Linked DNA regions of Mus musculus: region 1 is linked to region 2. The links are chromatin contacts, called in public HiChIP or PLAC-seq maps. All regions are on one chromosome and are shown on one strand. Each heading gives the region's core, a stretch centred on a gene start, on an enhancer-like site or on the middle of the called end of the contact. The rest is flanking DNA. Distances are from core to core; before and after follow the strand shown.

Evidence for each region. HiChIP or PLAC-seq counts read pairs in DNA pulled down with a chosen protein or histone mark.
Region 1: an H3K27ac HiChIP or PLAC-seq map of double positive thymocytes shows a contact between it and region 2, with 3 times the contacts expected there. The contact joins two enhancer-like sites. A contact is called at or near these places in 3 of 115 datasets of contacts at active chromatin or transcription factors (double positive thymocytes, large pre-B cells and pancreatic cancer cells) and 2 of 9 other capture datasets (liver and pancreatic islet).

Annotation. Positions count from the first base shown.
Region 1 is chr11:98,082,425-98,085,252 of GRCm38.p6, reverse strand. It overlaps Fbxl20 (F-box and leucine-rich repeat protein 20), which reads left to right. Exons shown (of 15, transcript NM_028149.1): 15 at 1-2,699. Among named protein-coding and RNA genes, the nearest start is that of Stac2, 30 kb to the right of the region's middle. Within about 2 kb of position 1,517, at least 7 of the 459 cell types and tissues checked have an H3K27ac peak or open chromatin away from gene starts, as enhancers often do. A contact at or near this core is called in double positive thymocytes, where this site is marked.
Region 2 is chr11:97,823,932-97,826,853 of GRCm38.p6, reverse strand. It overlaps Lasp1 (LIM and SH3 protein 1), which reads right to left. Exons shown (of 7, transcript NM_010688.5): 4 at 1,905-2,012. Among named protein-coding and RNA genes, the nearest start is that of B230217C12Rik, 16 kb to the left of the region's middle. Within about 2 kb of position 1,488, at least 119 of the 459 cell types and tissues checked have an H3K27ac peak or open chromatin away from gene starts, as enhancers often do. A contact at or near this core is called in double positive thymocytes, where this site is marked.

The sequences.
Region 1 (2,828 bases), core at 268-2,767, 260 kb before region 2:
ACTTACCATGCTTTGTTTGGGGTGTTCTGTACCGTTTGGAATGTTTGTTGTAGCTGTGGGCCACTGACGTCCAGTCTGGACTATTTGTAGCTGTGTAGACTATTTGAAGTCTATTTGATATTTTCAGTTGTCTTCTAAAATGTGTTTGAAAACATGCCTTGACTTGGCATTGTTAGGGCGTAGGAGAGTTGTCACTGAAAAGAAGAGAGAGACTCCCTGCCTGTCCGTGGGCATTGAGACTTGGAAGGCCTCATAGATCATGACTGACCTTGGACTGTTGAGATGGCTCGGCAGGTAAGCACTGTTTGCAGGCCAAGTCTGACAACCTGTTTGTGATGGTGAAGGAGCGGTAATGCCGGCTGGGAATTGTTGTGACTTCCACGGATGTACCATGGGATCCATGTGCGTTAATAGAAAGGATTATGTAAAATCCAAGGCTGATGGCTCTAAAGTCAGGCAGCTCATGGAGTCATAAGTGAGAGGGTAGACAAGGAATGAGCCCTGAACCTTCTCTGAGTTGTACAGGTGGGTTTCTGTGCTGTGGTTTCTGCTGACAGACCAGAGGATAAGCCCAGCCTTCTTGAAGACTTGAAGACAAACAAGTCTTAAGTTAGAGGGATGAGGGGAAGTAGGAGTCACAAACCTGCTCACATTTATTTTTGTCTTAAGTCTGCATCAGAAGATGCAGAAAGCAGTGTTATCTATCAATAGGGCATGATTAGCCCTGCTGATTTGAGAATAAAATCTGGCTGTAAATACAATATCCAAAAGACCTGACTCTACATCTTCATTCTCCAGCAAGAAAAAAAATTAAATATATATATATGCTATTTAAGCACTGGCTGCTGTAACCCTGCCTTATTCTTTTTACCTGCTGGAAACCACAGGAGACAGGAGACAGAGCTTCTGGGGTTTCCCATTGGAGCCTGGTTCACAGTGTTGTGCGCTCTGATTTCTCTGCACATCGTTTCTGCATCTCTGGAAAACTCTCAGTTATTTAGCATCCTCTCCCTTGAATGGGAGTTTAAGAAAGTTATTTGAGAGGGAAAAGCTTTTGTTACACAAACCATGCGTGGAAGGTTCGAGGAGAACATCCTCCTGCAGGTCTTTGGTCTCTGCCACAGGAGTGTTTGATCTAAGGCTTTGTGGAGTCAAGTTTACAAAGATGTCAGTACTTCTCAGCCAGAGTGGCTCGTAGAACAAGAACCATGAGCAGGCAGAAACCTAGTGTCGCTTTCCACTGTATGGCATGGGCAGGCAAGGCTCGTGAGGAGATGCTTTGCCTCAGGAAGCGCATCTGTCCTGTGCTCATAAGACTTCCTTTCCATGGGACACATTTACTTCGTTTTTTTCATGGTATCAACTCCATGCCCTTTGGTGGCAAGAAGGGCTTCCTTACTTCTGGGGACAGCATTAGTACCAAGACAGGAGTGTGGACAGTGGACAACAGTCCTCCCCCTTGGAAGGGGTGGTGATAGACAGGTGTCCTCTGCCAGGTCCCAGGAGATCTTTGAAGTTACATCCTTTTGCTCCGTTTGTCGTGTTATCTCCAATCTGCCCTGGTTTGCTGCTTACATATGTTTCTTCCTGTACCCTAACATTTTCCTCTCAGCTCCACAAAACATTCAACCACTCACTGTTTATAGCCCTGGAGACCAGGGACCTCTAAATGACTGCGTGGCGTGGCTCATTAGTTAGACAGGAGTGCCCTGGCTCTGCAGCAGTGAGAAGGGCCTTGCTGTCTGTCGCCATCTGGGTGTCCATAGGAAGGCTTGCTCCTTGTAAGGATCTTTTCTTACATATTTCTGACGACTGTTAATCTCTAACAAGTGCTGAGCCCGATTCCTGTGACCCATCCCTGCCACACTCCTACCTGACACACTGACACCTAGATCCTGTTGGCACGTCCCAAAATCTTTAGGCCAGCCAGCTCTTCCTCCCTGCTGTAACCCCAGAACTGACCCCAAGAACCAGGACAACCCCGAGGGGAATCTGGGAGAGGCTCGAGGTCACTTTTCCGTTGGTTTTATCCACTCTGGCCACCTCTGTTCTTCCTCCCAGGAACTCTTTGCGGTTACTGTTTCCTGGTGTTCAGCTTAGCCTTGCCCACCTTCCAGTGACCCTGAGGGCACAGACCTGAGTATCCCATGTGGCCTGTGCAGAGCTCAGAGCACTGTGAGGACCACCCCCTTCCGGTCAGGCCGCTCAGGGACAGATGGATGGGTACCTGGTGCTGTCTGCAGAACTCAGTCTCCAGTCCTGCACCCCCACTCCGCTGACTCCCTGAGGGGTAGCAGGGCAGTCACGGTGTGATCCCTGTGCCTAGCTGCTGGGCCTGACCTGGACTTCGCTGTATGGGGGCTGCTGCTTGCTTGTTTTCTCACCAGGCCTGTGCCAACACTTGGCCACTCCCCAGGCCCTGAACTGTTCCCCAGTGGGGACTTCACGCCACCTTTCACTAGCTAAGTGACTGTATGTACACCTCGTACTTCCAGCATCTGAGGATGTGGGGGTGAGGATTGTTTTCAATAAATAAAATCCAAGGAGGCAGTAGACGATTCTTTTTGCTTTAAAAATCTTTGGACTAAAGATATGTTTTTATATATATAAATATATAAAGTAAATTGTTATGTAACTATTATTGTTCCTGTATGTTCTAATTTTGTTTTATGATGTAATTAAAGGAAATCAGCTGTGAAGACTTTTCATTTCCCTGTGGAAACAGCCTGATGAGCTATGATTCCTAAATATGGGTCTTAGAACTGCAAAGGCTCTTGGGACTGAAGGGACTTTTGGGGTGACATCGATGCTTTTTAAATATTGTTTAC
Region 2 (2,922 bases), core at 239-2,738:
AGGTGAAAGAGACTGGGTGTTAGGACACTCGGGAAACCTTCCAAGAAAGTAAGGCAGAGATGGCTAGGGCTACTTCTCTCTTCCAAACTAACCCGGTAAATCAATGAATGAAATGTCCCAAAGGTTGACCGGAAGCGTCTCAAGACACAAAGCCACATGATTCCACCTTTGTGAGCCATCCCAGTTTCCCAATCACCCAAGACCACACCACTTCCCCTCTTTCGATCTGAGGCGCTCCGGGCACACCCTTTTACCCTTTGTGTGATCTGAGGCAGAAAGGAAACGCCAGGGTGTGAGCCAGGCCCAGACTGGAAGAGGGCAAACTGCAGCAGGCTTTCCTGGGGGGCCAAGAAGGGTTTGCAGCCTTCTGAGGCAGGCCCTCCAGCTCAGGAGAAGTCATTCAACAGGCTGTTCATTTTAAACTTCAGCCCAACAACTGGGTTGCAAAGCCCACTTGGTTGGACTGCCCCCAGCATTTTTAATGAAACAAGAGAAAATACTGAATGAACTTTCCAAGTCCCCCCTCCACCCCCACCCCCCCAAAAAGCAGTCACTTATGCTTCCTCTTTGTAGTGCGAGGGAGGGGACTCTGGGCCCTGTGCACGCTCTATCACTAAACTTCAGCCCTCCCTCCTTTAAGAAGTTTTCTTTGTTTCGTGTGCATGGGAAAGAGGGTGTGTGTGCGCATGCGTGTGTTTTATTATAAAGCCCAGGACGGCTTCAACCTCTTGATCGTGCCTCAGCCTCAAGTGGCTTTGAATCCATGACTCTCCTGCCTCAGCCTCCCAAATGTTGGGAGTTACAGGTGTGTGCCACTAAACAAGACAGAGGGCAGAATCAGAGCGTTAACCACCCTGCAAGAGGGTGCTTCTGTGCCGGGTGTTTGGGGGGGGGGGGGGCGGCGCAGACCAGTGAGCTATGAGACTTGTCCAGCGACAGAATGGGGAGAGATGATCCTGGAGGGTGTGTGCAAGGCGAGCCACCTGAATCTGGATCCTGTCTTCCCCATCCTTAGTCCCTCAGCCCAGAATGACACAGGCAAACTGGTAGACCCTTTCCTGTGATAGACACGAGGGTATCGTATCGGCCTGCTTCATCCTTCATTTATAAGGAGTCTGTTGCCAATGACGGGGCATGTTCTATAACTCGGCATTCAGGCTTGTGCCCATGTTCTGTGACGTCACGCCCAGCAGCACCTACCCACATACTCCCAACCCGGCCCCTGCAAACCCGGAGCCATACAAGCTGCTGGTCTGCGGCTATGTAAGGGTGGAACTGAGCGATGATCCCTAACCCCAGCTGCTCTACAGAACCATATAGAGACAGTCACTCCGCCACCCACTCTCCACGCCTATGTCTCACAACCAGACACCAATGACCAGTCCCTGACTGGGCCTGAAAGGGCCTGGAGGGGGTGTAGGGCCTGTGGGCAAAGCCAGCTGGGTTTTCACACAGGAAGGAAGAACAAACTGAGGTGGGAGGCAGTCGAGGGAGGGCGGAAATGACTGCTGTGTTAGCACCCAGAGGCAGACAGGAGGCTCAACCCCCAACCCCAGCTTTGACCCTGGTGCTAAAAACAAGCATCTAATCTGCACTCCGACCCCATCCCCACCATGACCAGGGAACGGGGTCTGCTCCAGAGAATGGAAGGTGACTTAGACACTCTGTATGTGTTTGTGTGTCTATCTGTCTGCCTCTAAAAGAGCAGTCTCTTTAAGGAGGAAATGCCATTTGGGCAGAGTGCCCACCAAAGAGGGAGAACAAAGAAAAGGCTCCCGGGTACCTCAACTCCCTCCCCCTTGCCTCTGATCTGACCACTGCGGCGTGGGCCTTTGCTGAGGTTGTCAGGGAGAGGATGAGAAGGGAGGGCAGAGGGTAGCCTGGGCATCAGGGCAGGGTCTCACATTGCTGATCTGGTCCTGGGTCTTCTTGATTCTCTGCAGCTCAGGCGTGTCTGCCACCACGCTGAAACCTTTGCCCTTATTCTTCTCAAATTCCTCCTTGTAGCGCACCTGGAGGCCAAGAGGAAAAGGAGAGCTTGGGTTCAGGTGGACATGAAGATGAGCTTGCCCGGCCTGAGGCCCCTGGTCAGAAACAAGCCCCCCATACACCCACACGTACACACAATGCAGAAGCCTAAGACAGAAGGTGTCAGAGCAATAATAGCCCCATTAAGTCATATCCAGAGGGCTCTAAAGGGAGGCCACACGTTGAATGCCTATAAAGAAGCAGTATCTTATGAGGGGAAAGATGGCTCAATGGTTACAAATACTAGCTGCTCTTCCAGAGGACCTGCAATAATTACGTAGAACACAAAAGAAAGGAAACAAAGATGGAGTCACTTCGGCTCAAAATCCTGACATCCAAATACACCCAAAGAGAGCATTAGCTGGGCATGGTGGTGCGAGCAGTGGTAGTGAACATGGACGTGATGGCTTGCTGTGCACCAACTGGGTTTGCATAGGACTTACAATCTGCTCGTGCCAACTCTACCCACTCACTGTCTGGGAGTGAACTGTCTCTAGATAGCTGCGGCATTGGCTTGGAGCTAGATTGTTAGTTTCGTTCACGTTTCTTTCCTTCTTCTTAAAGTGGGGCATATGAACAAACTGGACATTCAAAACAGACACCAGACTGCCCACCTCTCTGTGACACGTAACGCAGGTCCAATCCCTAGCGCCATGAGGCAACTCACAGTCATCTGTAACTCCAGCTCTAGAAGGTCTGAAGCCCTCTTAGAGTCTCTGAGGGAGCCAAAATAAAGTTTTGAGTAAAAAGGTCATTTCTGGGCTGGAGAGATGGGTCAACTTGGTTAAGAGCACTGACTGCTCTTCCAGAGGTCCTGAGTTCAATTCCCAGCAACCACACTGTGACTCACAACCACCTGTAATGAGATCTGATGCCCTCTTTTGATGTGTCTGA